Linked DNA regions of Lactuca sativa: region 2 is linked to region 1. A link is a contact called in public Hi-C data. All regions are on one chromosome and are shown on one strand. Each heading gives the region's core, a stretch centred on a gene start, on an enhancer-like site or on the middle of the called end of the contact. The rest is flanking DNA. Distances are from core to core; before and after follow the strand shown.

What was found. Hi-C and Micro-C count contacts between places; a contact is called where the count stands out from the background.
Region 2: a Hi-C map of leaf shows a contact between it and region 1, with 5 times the contacts expected there. The contact joins the promoter of LOC111885674 here to the promoter of LOC111885669 in region 1. A contact is called at or near these places in 3 of 4 Hi-C or Micro-C datasets (bud and leaf).

What each region holds. Positions count from the first base shown.
Region 1 is chr4:63,097,983-63,102,820 of Lsat_Salinas_v11, forward strand. It overlaps LOC111885669 (cyclin-U4-1), which reads right to left and starts at 2,355. Exons shown (of 2, transcript XM_023881917.3): 1 at 1,956-2,355; 2 at 776-1,267. The coding sequence starts at 2,290. The coding sequence ends at 979.
Region 2 is chr4:63,232,296-63,237,133 of Lsat_Salinas_v11, forward strand. It overlaps LOC111885674 (pentatricopeptide repeat-containing protein At1g02150), which reads right to left and starts at 2,699. Exons shown (of 2, transcript XM_023881921.3): 1 at 2,171-2,699; 2 at 457-2,002. The coding sequence starts at 2,587. The coding sequence ends at 767.

The sequences.
Region 1 (4,838 bases), core at 1,105-3,604:
GAAAAAAAAAATGTATTTATAAAAATAGTAATTGCACCATTTGAAGAGTCCATATAAATCCGCCTCAAAACTTATGAAAAATCAATCTAAGAATAGTAGCAATATTTAAAAGTACTAGAGTTTTAACTTCTAATATAAACCATTAAGCATTGATTTTAAAAATACATTCTTAGATAAAGTATGATTTTTTTTTAAAGAAAATTTACCTAATTAAAAGTTTAATGCTATCCTGTAAATATCTAATGTTTTATAAAGTGATTGTTGATACTTTATTTGCTTTTTACTCAATTAAATGTTATAATTTTCAATCAGTTAAGTAAAACTTTTCTAAAAATATAACCGAACAACCATAAAACACAGTAATTGCCCCACCGGCTACCTTTTTTTTTAATCTTCGTTTGAACTCCAAATCAGCATCCATAATAAATTTGAGAAATATTGATTTTACTTTTTTTTTTTCTAAAATATAACTCAAATAATATAAATTTTAGTAAATTCAAAAACTGTTTTTTTTTCAATATTTATATTCTCTGTTTTTTGATATATTATATTTATCTCATACTTGCCATAAATACACCCTATCCATTGTTAATTCACCCACACCCAATCATCCCCCCCCCCCCCCCCCCCCCTCTTCAGATCAGATTAGATCTTACAGGGTGTTCCTTTTTGCAGCTTTATGCTTCTATAAGACTACCAACAATAAAAATAATAACATTTAATTGACCTCTTTTATGTTATATAAAAAAATTCCAATATATATAAGATAGCGAAAAAATAGAAAGCATCCCATTTGTATATACCACCAATCAAAGTCAAGTAAAATACACCCCCCAAAAAAACTGCCTTAAAAAGGTTTAACTTGCTAAACCCATATAAAATAATCTACAATCTACCTAAAAACACATCATTCAAGCTCAAGATAAAAAGATTAATTCAGTCTCAAAAAAAAGAAAAAGAAAAAGAAAAGATTGCTGATTAAACTGCTGCCACTTCTTGTTGTTGATGATCATCTTCATAATGAAGCAGTTTTGTTGTTATTGATGGCAATGACGATGATGATGATGATGATGATGATGTTAGATGATGATCTAATGGTGGTTGAAGAAGCAACATTTCTCTTTGGAGATATGAACAATAGGTGTGGAAAGTGGTGGGGTTCACATTCAATTGAAACCCTAATCCAAACAAGAAATCCACTTCAAGAAAATTCATTTCTGTTGTGCTGATTCCTCCTACTTTTGCAAAATATGCATTATTATAGTACCTGCAAAAGGGCATTGTTAATTAATTACTCATTGTACAAAAAAACAAATGTTGTTTTTTAATACAATTATCATGTATTTAATCTAACCCTAAATTGAGTTAAAAGATTTGTTGAGCTTTAACTCCAAGATATGACTAATGATGTGGTACTGGTGGGTGCAATACTATTTTCTTGGGTATCATTCATGAGGTGGGGGACAAAAGAAGAACAAGGTACAACATGTCATGCGCTAAGTACAACCACTTGATGTATATTGAAAGATTTTTTTTTTGAACAATCATTTTGATTGGTACTTGGCCCAAGAGTATTAGAAGAATTCAATTTTCATGAACCTGATTATTAAAACTAACACAATTCTCATCCAATCATAAAAAACTAGAAGATTGATATCATAAAGTTATCTGAATCAAAAGTACAACAGAGAAAACAGGGGTTTGAAGCAAAGAATTTTTAGTTTCCCCTTTTTATCTGTTAGGAATTCATAAATTCTTAACCTCATTAACTATGAGTTTGAATTAGATGCCAATAATGTGATCCAGACAATTGTCAGAGTAATTTGGGGCTCAAATTCTCGAATCATATACTCAATTCCAATAAAAACGCTCCTAAAACATTTGGAACAGGCTCAAATTAAAAAAACAGCACAATTTCACACATGAACGGCGAATTATAAATGAGAAGAACTTACAAATCATCCATGAACTTGGCAGCAATCATTACACCAGTAATTAACAACCGATGGACATTGAAGGAATTGATAGAAAGGGCAGGCTGTTGCTGGGTAAACCGATCAAGATAAACATACGCAACAACGTAACAGGAAGGACTACAGTTAGCGTACTTGAAAATCCTCTCTAAATAGCTTTGGATCGAGATAGTTGGCCTAGTGAGACCATGAAAAGCCGAGATCTTCTGCGGGTGAAATCGAGGGTTGAGATCATTCGATTCGGCTACTCGTTGAAGTAGAGATGACAGGAATGTAATGAGGTTGTTCATCACTGTTGGGCACTCCATGTCCGCCATTGATGAACAGAGGGAGAGAGAGAGAGAGAGATAGTTTCAGCCGAGCTAGCGAAGAAGAAAGACAAGGGTGTTTCAGGTATATAAACCACTGGTAGGGTGGTCGTTAGCAGGTAGGTATACATGAAATTACTATTTCACCCTTGAGAAATATGGATTATGACCAGGCTGTCCCCCATGTGACCTTCAAGTTCTTAAAGAAAAGATTTTAGTGGGAAAAATATGGATCAAATGCCAAATTTTGTTATAAAGCTTTCATATAGATTCTTTCTATATTTATAATATTTATAACATTTTTTTTGTATATATTATTGACTTTTTTTATTAGCTAGATATACTAATGTTAATTTTTAAACTTTGGTAGTTTGCTTGAAATAAAAAAAATAAAGTCATCTTCAATAAAGAATCGATGGAAAATAGATAATTGTAATTAAAACATTCAAGGAAATATAGTTTTTATTGACGATTTGTAAATAAATAATTATTAAAATTTAGATAAAAAAATGAAATAACATTTTTTTACGCGGAAACTAAAAACATTCATAACAATGACTATTTTCAAACTTAAGAAGCACAAAACTCTTTTTTTCATAAAATTCAAATTCGTGTAATTTTCCAAAATTTGTGTGGTATATCAACAAGAACACAACAATATACTTGTATTTTTTTTCCTCGGAAACAAAGTTTAAATAATTACGAAATATTAACTAAATTATGTTAGCTTTTTATATAGAAAAAATAGTTTTGTATTAAAAAGAAAAATGAATTCACTTATAGTTGAAAACTAACAAACAAGAATCTTTAAAGGAAATGGGGAACTTGGGTAAAAATAGAATAATTAGTTAATTATAAAATGATGGTTTCCAAAATGTCATCATGTGATTCCATGTGTGATCAATGGTGAATTTTGTGATTCTTGGTTGCGGGTCCCACTAGAGAAGGTATTTGCATGTTATGTGATTCTTTTGTAAATGGTTGGGTACCATTATTTGGATTCCAAACAATTCAATATTTTATCATACTTAATTTGATTATATATAACCATTCAGTGAACATAAAATATATATTATAAACCATTTAACATACCTCAATCTTTAAAATACATGTATATATAGGAAAGTTTTTGAAAACGAACTACAAACTCATGTGTCTAATGCATGTAAAAATAGCACAACGACAAAACCAATTGTGGTCCAATAGTAAACTTGTAAAGGGTTCAGAGAGCAATGTTTAAACTTAAATAGAAGAAAAACATAAAGGGTAAATAATCTTAGGAAAACATCGCAATGTTTAAACTTAAATAGAAGAAAAACATAAAGGGTAAATAATCTTAGGGAAAACATCGGGTATAGTCATTTTTTGGGAGGGTATTTCAAAATTTAGTCATGAAAAGAGACATTTCCGGCTACAAACACGCATTCTGCGGAGGACCCTCTACGGAGCTCCACGGAACAAAGAATCATCCGCGGAGAGGGGGTATTTTCGTAATTCCACCCCTCTCCTATTTGACAAAAATGGTCCCCCTCTTTGGTCTCCGACTGGTCCCCCGATTCCTCTTCCACTCGACAGTCTCTCCGTATCAATACGCCATTCCGATTTTCCGGTGAGAAGGAGTTTAAAGCCGGCGACAACGACATCAAACAACATCATTTTTCGGAGAAATCGATTTGAACCAGAAAACCCGACAACGATGGAGGACAATTTCCCCAATATTTTCGCTGATGGATACGGCTCCCGAGTATTTCTCACATTCCCCTCTTTGGATTAATGTCGTATTGTATATATTTAAGATTCAAAGGTTACGAAAATCCAATTCATAACTGTCAATATGTACAAATTTAGATTTGGTAGATTTTAGGATTAACGGGCAACCGGATTTGGGAAGATCCATTCCGCGGAGGGGTAGGTCACTCAGTAGAGGGACCTCTGCGGATTGATGTATTGCCTCCGCGGAATGAACCAAAAAGCAGAAAATGTGTCTCCGCGGAGGTGTAGGTCACTCCACAGAGGGGTCTCCGCGGAATGACCTCTAGCCTCCGTGGAATGACCTGAAATTGCTTTTCCCTTTTTTTTCTTGCCCTTTTATATCAACTGTGTATTATATAAAAAGTATGTTGCTATTTGTTTCATAAACCGAATTAGAAAAGTAATTTTGAAACCTTGTTTTTTATTTTCAATTACTAACGTTTTAAATTAAATGTATAAGTTTTGTAGCACGACTATCTCAATCAAAAAGCATATTTAACTTTAAAAGACGTGGTGTGTACGATCATTAAAGACTTTTTTTGCGCCTAACACAATCACAACGAGTATAATTTGAAGCTTCGTCGTTTGGAAGATTCTTAGGAATGCATGTCCCCCATGTGACCCCTTACTTGTGAATTTGATGATGTTGCATGAAGTAGGGTCTCAACAAGTGTTTGAAATGGGGAGGTTTCTTTTTAAGATACAAGGGATGCAGTTGGATTTTGGTGAAACTAAACACATTTTGGTTTGTGGTTTAAGAGTTGGTCCTTATGTGGATTTACTCTATGATGAAAGAGGCCAGTCA
Region 2 (4,838 bases), core at 1,449-3,948, 130 kb after region 1:
AAATCAAGTATTAGTCTTTCTTATTAATCTTTTGAGTTGCAGTATTATTGTGTCATAATTGGTCATGTAAATGAATTTCATAAATTGTGAAGATGTAACTTTGTGAAATTAGCCAAAATAAGTCTAAGTCATTTTTATGAGATAAAATAAATGGGTTCAAGAGAAGAAAGGCAAGAGATTTTGCACTTAAGTCATAAAGGGTAAAATGAGAATTTTATGCCTTTAATGGAAAGTTTGTGACTTAACAGATTAAGATGTTGAAATTATCAACACTAAAGAGGACACATATGAAGGAAATCCAGAAGTAGTAGAAGATTAGAGGCAGTCAAAAAAGGAAAACATAGTTTCTTGCAATTTTTAACGAGTCAAAAAATTTTAACATTTTCATACAATGTCATTGGAAACGAGGATTAAAAAACAGATGATAGCACCCACCAAAATAAAGAGTCGCACAAAAATGACAACTGAAATACTACTATAACAACTTGTACCTTCTACATAAAAACTTATACATTGCTCAAGACTCGATAAGTTCAGCCATAGAAGAAAGAACAAGGCTAAAAGAACCAAACCCCATCATGAACTTATCATACAACAATTTATAATTATAACTTTGCTCAAATTGCCAAACATCATACAAAGTCTGCAAAATCTTGTATAACATAAGACAAAAACACTGTTACCATATCTTTCCCCATACTTAGAATCTACATAAATCTTCAACTAACAGCAAATTATCTCACTAAAACCAGATTACAATCGATCCTTAAATGGTAGCATGCAATTCATTAAGAAGCATATCAACAGCTCCATCATCATCACCCTCAATTTCTTTAACTATTTCCAGTTCATTTCCAGGGTTTACCCCTTTGTAAAAGGGTAAATACGACATATAAACAGGATCTTCAAGAACACCTGATTTTCTCATCACCTCAAACAAAGCCTCCTTGCTTTTTTCATCATTTTGCTCTTCACAAATGTTATAAACTGCCAAAAGATTCACGGGTTTTGGTCTCCAGAAGCTTGATCCTTCATTAGAAATTGCTTCTTCTAAGCAATTTAGAGCATCAGAAACCCTATTTGCATTGATATGGCTTTCAGCAACAATCTCCCAAGTACTCGAATTCAATTTCCCAACATCCAACATTTCTTTAAAAAGAGACTCGGCTTTTTCTGTAAGCCCTTTTCTAACATACCACCCCAATAAAAGATTTCCAATTCTGGGGTCATAAGATGACTTCACTGAAACCCATTCTTCATAAAGAATCTCAGCTTCTTCTATATCATTCATACGGATGAATGAAGAGATCACAGCATGATAACCCAAATTAGGTATGTAAGGAAAGACCGATTTGTAAGTCTCCCAAATTCTTTGAATTTCTTCTTTCTTGCCAATACTTCCATAATGAGATAAAAGATAATGATAAGGAATTCGATCACGTCCAGTAATTAGACTTTCTATCTTTCTAAGAGAATCTTCAGCTTTTTCAAATTTGTCATTCTTGATGTAAAATGTGGCCATTGTGCTATAAGTAGTCCAATTTGGATTAAGAGAAGGATCAAGATTCAGTTTTTCAAATGATTCTTCCATCTTTTCAATAGATCCTTGAGACCCACGAGAAGATATCCAGATATTATATGAATATAAATCTAATCCTATGTTGTTTTCCATCATCTCTGAAACTATGGCTTCCACTTTTTCTTGATCTTTAAGGTTCATGTAGAGTGTCATCATGACGTTAAATGGAAGTGCATGGCTTGCATAGTCTTTCTTTTTCATTTCGACTAATAAAGCCTCGGCCTTTTCCACCATTTTAGCACGTACGTAAGCATTCAAGAGTGCCCCATAGATGCGCTTGTCCATTAAATTATTGGGCATGTTTTTGAAGTAATCTTCAGCGCCTGAAATGCCGTGGACTTTTGAAACTAGATCTAGTTGAATTGCAGCATCACTTGACGATATTCTAAATCTCTCGGGCCTATTATTCATCCAATTGTAAATCTGCAGTGACGAAAATTTCATAAAAACCCTAGATGATGTTTAATTCTCGACAAGTAAAACCAGAAACAATATATCACTAACTACAAGCAAATTTAAGAAAGCAAATGATGAACGTAACAAAGAAACACAAATTTAACACACGGTGAATCTATTTTAATCCAGATATACCTCAAGAGCAAGCTTGTGACGACCATACTTTCTCATTTCTTTCACAATTCTACAAAGCTCCCACTTGGTAACTTTTTTCCCTTCGTTCTCCCACTGATTCAACACCTCAGTGGCCCCCTTTTCAGGGTCTCCTATTAGTGAGATCCTCTTGTAAATGACTTTCCAGGTGACCGCCGTTCCAGACTTTTTCTCATGGTCCACTGTGCCATAGTTGTACACTTTTGAAACTGGTGATGACGACGAAGAATAACGGTTTTTGACGATAAACGAAGTAAATTGGGGTTTTTTGTGGGGTGAACTTCGAAACCCATATGGGAAATTGAGAGAATGAGAGAGGGAAGATGAAGATAAAGATGACGAGAGAGAAATAGATTGTGGGTGTGGTGGAGATTGGGAAACTGTTGGATGGAGCAACATTTTTTCGAGATTTTATTGGATCAATTAGGGTTTTAGGAGGTGCTTTCAAAATATTGAAGAACACAGTAGCAACCAAGATAAGAGTGGGTTTGTGCAATTGTGTGTGAGTGTGCTTGTCACTATGAATAGTTCGTTAAATTTAGTCCTTTAAGTTTATGTAAAGTTTTTTACTACCCACTTTAAGTTTATAAGTACTAATGATAGTCCCTATGTTTTTTTTTCTTTTTTGAAAATGATCGAACATAATACCATTTTTTTATAACAAAATATAACATTTGATACAAACAGTTATTTATCTGTAATCTTTTATATCATTTTCAATAGGGAGGTGATTCTTCCACATCAAAATTTTGATTCATCCACTAAAATTTATATCTATTACCAATTATGCCCCTCATTTAATATTGAAAGAAAAAGAACACGTGCAGTCCATCTCTTTTTTCCACGCCCATGCCAAAATTAGAACTAACTTTTTTTCTTCTGTGTTATTTTTTACATTGTTCTCATTTTAATACTTAATTCTATTTATGAACTGAAAGATCGACACTCATTTAGTCATTTTAATACTTAAATTAAGGCTTAAAGTGATAACTTTGTGTCTACACTCCTCCAAAAGATATTGTCTTTGGGTTTTATAACTTGAAAGGCTAGGCCTGCTTTCCCTTTTACTATATTAATAAGAACTAGATTTTTCCAATATGTTGATAGAAGCTGAGATTTTAACAGCAGCCACATGAGACTGAAACTGATTGGTGATCTTAAACTGAAACCTGCATTCATTTATTTACTATTGAGCTTGAATAAACCGAGTTAGTAGACTTAAACACCAGTGAAGCAACTTCCATTTCTACAACAATTTCAGCTGCAACTTTTGATCCTGGGGAAGATACATTTATTTGTATCACAATTTTTTTTTAGCCATATCTTTAGGTTAATCCCAAATTTTGTGGTCAAGATTTGAATCACCGATCTGAATGTAGAGTACATGAGGTTCAGTATGAGAGTGAGTCATTTGAGTGAGTTTTTAGCGAATTATAATTGTTTAATAGGTTTAATCAATCAAAAATTGACAATTCATTCGTATAGCAATGACGATGCTTGAGAATCATAAATAGCAATGAAGTTGTTTGAGAATCAGATATTGAAAAGGCATCACCGATGAGTCGATGAGGAAGCAAGAATAAGGAAGGAGCATCATTTTCGTTTGGAAACATAACCTTGGAATTGTTCTCTCGCTTTAATATCTACAAATTTAAATGAAGGGCATATTTGTCAATACAAATATATTTCAGTGGATGGAGTAAAATCTGTTTTGGAAAAATCACTTCCCTTTTCAATACCAAAAATGTATGTCGTTTATTTAAAAGATAACGACGGTTATTACTTTCTCTTTCGTTCATTAACTAAACAGATAAATCATTTTTGTTATAATGTCACATACATTTAAACATGCATATTATATTTGTTAGCTTTTTACAAATTTGATTTACATATTTTTATTACAATAACTCTATAATAAATTACTAGTATTACAATAACTCTATAATAATAATAAATTATTAAAAATTATTAAATGTTTAAATAAGAGAAAATTAAAAATTTAGCCTTTTTTGCTAATTACTTTACAGATAATAGCCAAAAAAATACCAAAAGTTACAAAAATAGTGTTGGATTAGTGTCTAAGTCCATAACTATTTTGGTATGTACTTGATCCGATGGTGCATGGTCCTTTTGAGTTGCCTTCACCAAAGCAACTTGATAGGATGAATTATGGAGAGAAATGATTAAATATGATTTATTAATATATTATGAGAATAATATATTAAAGGAGAAATCATATTGTTTAATTAATATTAGTCAAGAATTAATAAGAATTAAGTTTGTCACTAAAAGACATTAATTAAACTTAAGGGACTAGAACTGTCAATTGTATGATAGTTGGATATTGAGCTAATGGACTCCATATTAAAGGAGTGGACGAATTCTATGGGGAAGCCCATTAGAAATCGTCCTAGGCCTTTAAGGAAGGAGCCCATGGGTTGCTTAGGGCTTAAGCATCCAAATTAGGGTTTCCTTGTTACATAACCCTAATAGCCTCACTATTTAAAGAACCCTTATGCCCCAAAAACGTGGTGAACTTGTTTTCTAGGGTTTCCACACATTTTGGGCAGCCTCCTTCTCTTCTCCTCTTCATCCTCTTGCTCTTGGTGTTTGTGAACCATTAGAGGAGTGACATTTGTGACTCTAAGCT